2 separate regions of the Pan troglodytes genome follow, and region 1 is linked to region 2. The links are chromatin contacts, called in public HiChIP or PLAC-seq maps. All regions are on one chromosome and are shown on one strand. The core of a region is the stretch at or near the end of the contact, and the rest is flanking DNA. Distances in the headings are between cores, read along the strand shown. Region 1 holds the start of MGAT2 (alpha-1,6-mannosyl-glycoprotein 2-beta-N-acetylglucosaminyltransferase). Region 2 holds the start of KLHDC2 (kelch domain containing 2).

The links. HiChIP or PLAC-seq counts read pairs in DNA pulled down with a chosen protein or histone mark.
Region 1: an H3K4me3 HiChIP or PLAC-seq map of stem cell-derived excitatory neurons shows a contact between it and region 2, with 2.2 times the contacts expected there. The contact joins the promoter of MGAT2 here to the promoter of KLHDC2 in region 2. A contact is called at or near these places in 1 of 7 Hi-C or Micro-C datasets (stem cell-derived neural progenitor cells) and 1 of 1 datasets of contacts at active chromatin or transcription factors (stem cell-derived excitatory neurons).

The regions. Positions count from the first base shown.
Region 1 is chr15:47,624,729-47,629,710 of NHGRI_mPanTro3-v2.0_pri, forward strand. It overlaps MGAT2 (alpha-1,6-mannosyl-glycoprotein 2-beta-N-acetylglucosaminyltransferase), which reads left to right and starts at 1,902. Exons shown (of 1, transcript NM_001279776.1): 1 at 1,902-3,788. The coding sequence starts at 2,356. The coding sequence ends at 3,699. RPL36AL (ribosomal protein L36a like) reads right to left here and starts at 1,740. Exons shown (of 2, transcript XM_001152349.7): 1 at 1,649-1,740; 2 at 1-226. The coding sequence starts at 190.
Region 2 is chr15:47,783,495-47,788,526 of NHGRI_mPanTro3-v2.0_pri, forward strand. KLHDC2 (kelch domain containing 2) reads left to right here and starts at 2,181. Exons shown (of 13, transcript XM_054666512.2): 1 at 2,181-2,333. The coding sequence starts at 2,181.

The DNA of each region.
Region 1 (4,982 bases), core at 652-3,151, 160 kb before region 2:
TTGTGGTCTTAGCCTTCTTCCGGAAAATTGGCTTTGTCTGTCCACCATAGCCACTCTGCTTCCGATCATAGCGCCTCCTTCCCTGGGCATACAAAGAATCCTTGCCCTTCTTATACTGTGTCACTTTGTGAGGCTGATGCTTGCCACACTTCTTACAGAAGGTTCTTCGGGTTTTAGGTACGTTGACCATCTTTGCAGCAGGGCTGTTTTGTCTATATGATGAAAACTGCAGTAAAATATTTAAAATAAGATAGCAGACATTAAACATTCCGAAAAGTGAAAGTGCTATACAAGTATATACAGGAAAACCGTACACATAAATGAGTAATATATAAATCCACCACGTACTCTTTTTCCATATGAATAAACGCACATACAAGTACATACCTTTTTGAAACACTTCGTTTAAATTACTGGAGGACTAATTTGTCGACCTAAAGAACTGAGGCAAGGCCGAGCACGGTGGCTCATGCTTGTAATCCCAGCACTTTGGGAGGCCGAGAAGGGCGGATCACCTGAGGTCCGGAGTTCGAGACCAGCCTGACCAACATGGAGAAACCCCGTCTCTACTAAAAATACAAAATTAGCCTGGCGTGGTGGTGGTGCATACCTGTAAGGAGAATCGCTTGGGCGGGGTGGGGAGGGGCGGAGGTTGCCGTGAGCCGAGATCGCACCATTGCACTCCAGCCTGGGCAACAACAGCGGAATTACGTCTCAAAAAAAAAAAAAAGAACTGAGGCACAATTCATATAAGTAGAATGTTTATTTGGGGCAAGTTTGAGGATTGCAACCCAGAGCACAGATTCAAAATGCCCTGAGTAGCAGCAGTTGCAAGTGGGTTTTTAGAGGAAAAAATGGCAGTTCCTAAATTGTTTACCAAGAATTTACATTAAAATAACACAAGCGATTGATTGGCTATACATCATTCTTTTTATGACAAATTCCAGGAACGCGGACATAATGGGTGAAGCAGCTAGTCAGGAATAAAATGCCAGGCATTAAGTGGGGAGGTGTCTGAAGTCCCATACTGCTGTCTCTCTGGGCCCGGCAAATTTTGCACATCTCAAATAACTCACAATGCTCCGAGCCATTCTTCTTTTCTCATATAGAACAAGACTCACGAAAACCGACAGCAGCAGCTTTAGGAGGCCCAATACAGTCAGTTTTCCGTACGAAATGAGTTTAATTTATTGTGACTGCTCCAAAAGAAAAGTGCGGTTCATCTAATTTTCTTCCCAAAAGGAAGTTAAGGACCAGAGTTTCTTTGACCCCCTTCCCCCCACCCACCTCCTCCATTTTCCAGCTCTAGAGAATGGCTGGGGCAGCGCGCGACGTTGTAGCTACGGTTACGACCCGCCCCGTTCCTTCTACGAGAACCACATCAGCGTAGTATCACTTTTCCCCTCCGAAGCACAGTCACCCGTCAGCAGCCTCGAGGGCTGACGTGTCCTTATCAAGCCGGCGCGCCCCGCGATTCTATAGCCGCCATGCCTGAGACCTTTTCCTGAAGGGAGAAGCCTGCTCTCGAACTAAGGCCGGCGAGGGCCATAAGTCTCGCCTTCCCTTTCCTAAGAAGGCCTAGTCCTACCCAGGATTCTGAGCAAGGGAGGCTCCTATTGGAGCCGCTACAGCCTCGTTCTTAGCTTACCGAGAAACGGCGCCCGACACCTGGCCCTTCGCAGCTCTCGCCTTTCGCAGCTCTCGCCTAACAGGAAAGGGAAGAAAGAGGCGGAAGTGGGAACTGCACCTGAGCGACAGTACTGCAAACCAATAGGCAGCCGGCCACGGCGGTCAGGCGCCTTCGGTCGCGTCTGGAAAGCACCAACCAACGGTCTAAGGGGCGGGCCGGAGGGGTGTGGGCCGGAGGGCCGCGGTGTGCCGCTGGGCAGTTGCGGTTTGTCATAACGGTCCCCGCCGGAGTGAGGCGAGGCTGCGTCGCTCAGTTCTGGCCGTCTAGGGCCCCTGTAAGGATGAGAGCGCAGAGGACGCAGGGCCGCTGGAGGCGCAGGTAACGAAGCTAGGGTGCGGTTGGGACCGCGGCTGAGCTTCTTCCGGGACCCTTGGTGCTGAATGGAGAGGACGGAGACGAAGCCGAGCCGCGGCTCCTAGCGGCGGCGCCGATACTCGAGCTGTAGCTGCCAGGCGAGGATGTGTGGAGCGCAGGCGGCGCGGGGTAAATGAGAGGTCTCGGGCCCCAGGACCCCCGGGGCCCGGGATGAGTTAGCGAGGGCAGCCGCGGGGGCCAGTTCCGACCGTGACAGGCCAAGGCGACGGCCGCCGCCCGCCCGCCCCTTCCGTGCAGAAGCAGCTGCTCCTTTCCGCGCCCGCCCGCCTGCGCTCCCGGCCCTGGAGACCATGAGGTTCCGCATCTACAAACGGAAGGTGCTAATCCTGACGCTCGTGGTGGCCGCCTGCGGCTTCGTCCTCTGGAGCAGCAATGGGCGACAAAGGAAGAACGAGGCCCTCGCCCCACCGTTGCTGGACGCCGAACCCGCGCGGGGTGCCGGCGGCCGCGGCGGGGACCACCCCTCTGTGGCTGTGGGCATCCGCAGGGTCTCCAACGTGTCGGCGGCTCCCCTGGTCCCGGCGGTCCCCCAGCCCGAGGCGGACAACCTGACGCTGCGGTACCGGTCCCTGGTGTACCAGCTGAACTTTGATCAGACGCTGAGGAATGTAGATAAGGCTGGCACCTGGGCCCCCCGGGAGCTGGTGCTGGTGGTCCAGGTGCATAACCGGCCCGAATACCTCAGACTGCTGCTGGACTCACTTCGAAAAGCCCAGGGAATTGACAACGTCCTCGTCATCTTTAGCCATGACTTCTGGTCGACCGAGATCAATCAGCTGATCGCCGGAGTGAATTTCTGTCCGGTTCTGCAGGTGTTCTTTCCTTTCAGCATTCAGTTGTACCCTAACGAGTTTCCAGGTAGTGACCCTAGAGATTGTCCCAGAGACCTGCCGAAGAATGCCGCTTTGAAATTGGGGTGCATCAATGCTGAGTATCCCGACTCCTTCGGCCATTATAGAGAGGCCAAATTCTCCCAGACCAAACATCACTGGTGGTGGAAGCTGCATTTTGTGTGGGAAAGAGTGAAAATTCTTCGAGATTATGCTGGCCTTATACTTTTCCTAGAAGAGGATCACTACTTAGCCCCAGACTTTTACCATGTCTTCAAAAAGATGTGGAAACTGAAGCAGCAAGAGTGCCCTGAATGTGATGTTCTCTCCCTGGGGACCTATAGTGCCAGTCGCAGTTTCTATGGCATGGCTGACAAGGTAGATGTGAAAACTTGGAAATCCACAGAGCACAATATGGGTCTAGCCTTGACCCGGAATGCCTATCAGAAGCTGATCGAGTGCACAGACACTTTCTGTACTTATGATGATTATAACTGGGACTGGACTCTTCAATACTTGACTGTATCTTGTCTTCCAAAATTCTGGAAAGTGCTGGTTCCTCAAGTTCCTAGGATTTTTCATGCTGGAGACTGTGGTATGCATCACAAGAAAACCTGTAGACCATCCACTCAGAGTGCCCAAATTGAGTCACTCTTAAATAATAACAAACAATACATGTTTCCAGAAACTCTAACTATCAGTGAGAAGTTTACTGTGGTAGCCATTTCCCCACCTAGAAAAAATGGAGGGTGGGGAGATATTAGGGACCATGAACTCTGTAAAAGTTATAGAAGACTGCAGTGAAAATCACAGTTACAAAAGCAAAAGTGACAGTCTTCTATTTTTGATATTTGTCCAAACAGGACATACAATTGAATAAAAGAGTTTAGGAACTGGTTTCTGCTTTAATACAAAAACAAAATCTTGTAAAAGGTGGCCAAATACATAGTAATCTTTTCCAGTTATGTCTGATTAAGATTTAAAACTGAAGGTTTCATTTTGGGAGTAGGGTTTTAAAGCTCAATCTGTTATCTGCTAAAATTGATTATTGTTGATATGAGAGAAGAGGGGAAATTTTATTTAAATTGCATCTATTAATCTTTTTATCTGAAACTTTGTACACTTTTCCACTTTCAAAACCTATTTTAAGTACAGCAAAATTTATTTAAAACTGTCATAACAGTAAAAAGTATTACGATGAAATTGTTAGGGTATTAATGGAACAAACCCAGTTTCACTCTCTTGACACACTTATTAGGAAGGGATTGCTTCACTGGTTTAATAATTTAAAAGTTATGTTTGTTAAGCACCCTGTCAGAACAGTCATTTTCAGTATTAGATTCCTGTACTATTGTGTTTTGAGTGTGTTTTGGAACCTTCATAGAACACACTTTCCTTTGGAATGTATTTGATTGATAAGAAAGTTTAAACATTGTTTTCACCTCAATGTAGAAATACAGTGGTTTTGTTTTTTTTTTCTTTTAGTGTTGACAAAATAAAATACTCATTTTTGCATAAAAAGGTTCCTAATCCTTTTGCAGAATAAGTTTTGTTTACTCTTTATACCAAAATTCAGTGAAGGCATTCTACAAGTTTTGAGTTAGCATTACATTTTAATATTTACTATTGCTACATTGTATAATTGAGTTTGAAATAAAACCCAGCTTATGACAATGCATTCCCTGTGCAAGAAACTGTTTGGCTTTCAAATTGCCCAGGCATTGAAAATGAATGATAAAAAGTTGCTGTGTAAGGGAAATACAGCCTAAATTGTTTTTGAAAGCCAGAAATGATACAAAGTTCAGTCATGCCAAAGTGAAATACTTTCTAGTGCCAGCTTTAACTTAAATCATACGTTTTAAAAGGACAGATACTGAAAATTATAGGAAACAGGGTTAAATTTTGCTCCATATTTAATGTAGACGTTTATAGAAGTTTCCCTTAATTTGTAATTGCATTCAACCAAGAATTTCTCATAAAAGACTAATTTCTGTGTAAAGATATTACGGGCCGGGTGTGGTGGCTCATGTCTGTAATCCCAGCACTCTGGGAGGTTGAGGCAGGCAGATTGCTTGAACTCAGGAGTT
Region 2 (5,032 bases), core at 931-3,430:
GCGTGGTGGCAGGTGCCTTAGTCCCAGCTACTTGGGAGGCAGAGGCAGGAGAATCGTTTGGACTCGGGAGGCGGAGGTTGCAGTGAGCCGAGATCGAGCCAGTGCACTCAAGCCTGGGGGACAAGAGCGAGACTTCTCTCGAACAAACAAAAAACAAAAACGATGATAGAAGGGTAATGTAGCTGGAAGGAGGACACAGCCAGGAATTGAAGCTGGAAAGGCAAGCTGGGTCTGGACCATGCTGGGTCTTCTTGCACAGCACTGTGATATGAATTTTTTTTTTTTTTTTGAGACGGAGTTTCGTTCTTGTTGCCCAGGCTGGAGTGCAATGGTGGCCTTTTGGCTCACTGTAACCTCCGCCTCCCGGCTTCAAGAGTTTCTCCTGCCTGAGCCTCCCAAGTAGCTGGGATTACAGGCGCCGGCCACCACGCCTGTGTAATTTTTTTGTATTTTTAGTAGAGACAGAGTTTCGCCATTTTGGCCAGGCTGGTCTCGAACTCCTGGCCTCAGGTGATCCGCCTGCCTCGGCCTCCCAAAGTGTTGGGATTACAGGCGTGAGCCACCGCGCCCAGCCGAGATACTAATTTTGGATTCTACTAAGGACGACGGGAGCCAGCTCAAGGTTTTTAAGTGACTCGATCAGATTCACGAGGTTGGTTCACAAGGAACTTCGATAACCCCAAAGTCTAGTGAGCATAATTCGACTTGGAGAAGACACTGCTGCAAGGAATTCTGTGAGTCAGACAGATTTGAGGGCACCAACCAGGGTGAATGGCAGATAAGGTCTTAACAGCCTCAAGGTGATTTGCTTCCTTGTTGAAGGCTTTAATTAATCCTCTTAAGTAACTTTCAAGTTCTTGAGTTCAAGTAAACACATTGGCACACTAGGGGAGGAGTGGCAGGCTATAAGCATTTTAATAATTAAAAAAAAAAAAAAAGCCTTTTATTGTTCAAAGTGTTCCTTTTCTACGGAGTGCTCCCAACCAGAAGATGAGGGAAATGGAGATAATGAAACACGTCCCTCCTACCAAACACGATAAATTCTAGAGGCACTGTAAGATCAAGAATTTAAGATTATTTTTGTCCCACCCTATTTTACAGGTGAGGTATCAAGCACAGTAACTCGTAATTTTATTTTGGCCCAATTGAAAGGTATCATATAAAATAAGAGAAAGCTGTGTGTGCGTGAAAAGGATCCGCCTTTCTTTCTGAAGAAAAGGGTGGTTACGGCTTCGGAAACGCTTTTCAAGCCAACTCTGCAGCCCGGCTGGCGGCAGCAGCGGCGGCGGCGGCAACGTCAGATTCCTGCAGAGGCGGCGCCCGGCAGGGGCGGCAGGAGCTCAGGAGAGGCCGCCGAGGATCGGGCTGGGCCCCACGTGAGAGCTAAGCGACTGCCCTCGCGCCCGCAGAACAGCAGGGCCTGCATCGACTCTAAGGCGAGACCAGAAACTTGCTAGTGGAGCAATTCTGGTGCCCCTGCCCGGGCTGTGAACCCTCTGAGATCATCCCTCAATCAAACGAATAGAAATCCTCGGGAAGAAAAAAAAAAATTGCGGCAATCCGGCTAAAATTCAGCAGCTTTCAGGGACCGATTCAGGACATTATCCCTGCGGTTCCCTCAGTGAAAGGAGACTCGAAGCGCGACTGGAAGTCGCCGGGCCCCATAGAGCTGCGGTGCCCAGGCCGTAGGCGGAGGCGCGGGCAGAGGCGGCGGCGGCGGCTGGAGGACCCGGCGCTGGGGGCGCTGAGCGGCAGCCTCGCTTCCGGAGCTCGGCGGGTGGCGTCAGCGGAACGGGCGGCGTCAGCGGAACGGGCGGCTTCCGGCCGCGGCGTAAACAAGGCCGTGGACTGCAGGAGGCGGGGCGGACGGGCTGCAAGAGGGAGCCGGCCCGACGCGGACCGCTTCCCTGCAGTGCCCCGAGTCCCGGGCCCGCGCCGCCGCCGCCTGGCTCCGCTCGCGGCCCTGCTGTCTGCAGGCGTGCCCCGGCGGCGGCGGAGAGCCGTCCTCGGCCGAGGAGGCTGGGAAACTCGAGCGCAGGCGGCAGAGAGGCCTCAACGCCGTCCCTTTCGCCACCGCCTTCTCCTTGCCTCGCGCCGCTGTGCATTTCTCTCCTTTTCCTTTGTTTCTTTGGCCCCTCGCGGGTGTGGGCATTGTTGGTTAGCAAAAGTGCAGCCTCAAGATGGCTGATGGCAACGAGGATCTGCGGGCTGACGACTTGCCTGGGCCAGCCTTCGAGAGCTATGAGTCCATGGAGCTTGCCTGCCCCGCTGAGCGCAGCGGCCACGTAGCCGTCAGCGACGGGCGCCACATGTTCGTCTGGGGCGGCTACAAGGTCAGTGAGTGGCCGGGCCGCGACGGACGTCGCTCGGCTGTGACTCGGGTCTGCGTTCGCGGCCAGGCGGGGAGGCCAGAGCGGGCCGCGGAGGGCGCTCCCCGCCTGCGTCGCGCGCCCCACCTCAGACTCTGCCCGTTGGTTGTTTTTTTTTTGCGCGCGGGAATCTTCCTTCTCTCGAGTCCCCCAACCCGTCTCGAACCTCCAGGGCTGCTGTCATGTCACCCTGGTGCTCACAAAGCCAACTCACTCCCACCCCCGTTGTTGCCATTGGAGCGTTATTCCGGGGAAGGTCCTGTTAATGTTGCTTGGGCGGTGCATTCGGAAGGGTTGGGGTGTGAAAGGTGACGGTGTGTGATATCACTCAGACGCGTTATGAGGACGGCCTACGAGGACTTCACCCTCTGGAGCTGGGAACCGCTGCCCACTTACAGGGAGGCCGAGGCGTAGGAAAACTGGAATTCCAAAAGGTTACAGGAACCACCTTATTCAGCCTTCCCGCCTGTGCAAATGGCCATCAGGACTGTTTTCCTTCTGGCTTCAGCTGGGTTGAAGTTTTTCAGCAGACACCCCTATTAAGATAATGGAAAAGCTCCACCAGTAACCAAAAAATCCCCAGCATCAAATGAACTACAGAGTGCAGCTCTTTGACTCTCCGATCCCCTGGTTATAAACAACGTGATTAGTTAGCAGTTTAAAGCCAGTTGCCATTCTTTACCCTGCTAACCTCGGAAATCTAGAATTTTATTTGCTAGGATGGCTCTGAGCCAGTCCTACCACAAAATTCCTCTTTGGTCTTGAAAATGTTCTCCGCCCTCCCCACGCCCGTGCCTTGGATGACTTGCTTTGTGATTGTTTTTAGCTTATGGTACAGCTGACTTGATCATAGTTGACCATTTTTGAGATAGCTTTCAAAGATAGCTGTCCTGATACTTTAATTTGGTTTAACTGCAAAAGTAATTTTTTGCCAATCCTAATGAATCTGCAGTGTTTTCCCCAGTTTCCAATGAATGTGGTTAGAAAATAGAAAGGGGGCCGGGCGCGGTGGCTCACGCCTGTAATCCTAGCACTTTGGGAGGCCAAGGTAGGTGGATCAGCTGAAGTCAGGAGCTCGAGACCAGCCTGGCCAACATAGTGAAACTCCGTCTCTACTAAAAATACAAAAAAAAAATTAGCCTGGCGTGGTGACGGGCGCCCTAATCCCGGCTACTTCAGAGGCTAAGGCAGGAGAATCACTTGAACCCGGGAGGCGGAGTTTGCAGTGAGCTGAGACGGCGCCATTGCACTCCAGCCTGGGCAACAAGAAGGAAACTGTCTCAAAAATACTTTAGAAAGGGGTAGAGAATTGCAAGAAGGGGGGCGGGGGGGGGGCAAGCATGTAGTCACCCTTATAAAAATGTAAATTAATTCCCCTGGAGAAACCTGTCAATCACACTTCTAAGCTACCTAATTCATAATTGTATTTTTAAAATGGCAGCATGAGAGAATAAGACTTTGGGAGTGGGGCAGGGGAGGATTCTTAGTGTGGAATATTTCTTATGGATTTAAAAGGGCCTGGATGATTGGGGCCGATTCAGGGAGGAGCAGCACAATCACTGAATTGGATGGTTCTGAAACAGACTGCCCTCCCCATTTATGGCTGGTGGCTGGAACCCTGAGGGTAGGCACAGAAGTCCTTGGAGATTGTTTCAAAGGCAGTAAACCTTGGCTTCCTACATAGTAGGCAGTTTTCCTCCCCAGGACAGGCTGGTCCCCTGTGGGTCAGCCCGCTTCCAGCCTTTCCCTTCATCACTGGTGGGGTGGAAAAAGAAGTTGTTTTACGTGGTCAACTGTTCTGTTTCTGTATGTTTAATATTCAAGCTTGCTGGACTTTGACACTCATTTTTGGCTAACCGCAGTCGTTTACTGTGTCAACATTGTTCAGAAAGTGGCTGGGGAGGGTCAAAGGCTGGGAATGTCAGGCAGTTGTTAAAGTTCAGGGAAAGGATAGAATCCTGGCTCCACCATTACTTCATAAATAACCTTGGGCAAATTACTTAAACTCTAAACTTGTTTTCTCATAACATCAGCTACTTTTTAGGGTTGTTGTGAGGATTAAATAAAGCAATCCATGGATAGCTTTCAGCTGTGGCATATGGTAGGCTCAGTCTGTGTTAGGAATTAATACCTGAAGGGAAATGGAGCAGAACAAAGAACTTAAAATTCTACATAAGGATTTAATATTTTGCATATTTGCAGTTCTGCCCTCTCTATTGCTGCTTAGAGAATGGATAGGTGAAAGGAAGGCATGGCTAGAAAACCACGCATCGTGTTAGCGTGGATCAGGCACTTTCAGTAACAGCCTGCTGACCATGGCACAGGCAGTCTCCTGAAGTCATGCAGCTGAAATTTGGTGCATGGTTCTGTTCAGGATAAAGCTGCCTTAGAGAGTTCCCAGAGATCTCTTGGCTGGGCACAATGGCTCACAGCCTGTAATCCCAGCACTTTGGGAGGCTGAGGTGGGTGGATTGCTTGAGGTTGGGAGTTTGAGACCAGCCTGGCCAACATGGTGAAACCCTGTCTCTACTAAAAATACAAAAATTAGCCAGGCGTGATGGCGAGTGCGTGCAGTCCCAGCTACTTAGGAGGCTGAGGCAGGAGAATCGCTTGAACCCAGGAGGTGGACATTGCAGTGAGCCAGCCAAGATTGCGCCACTGCA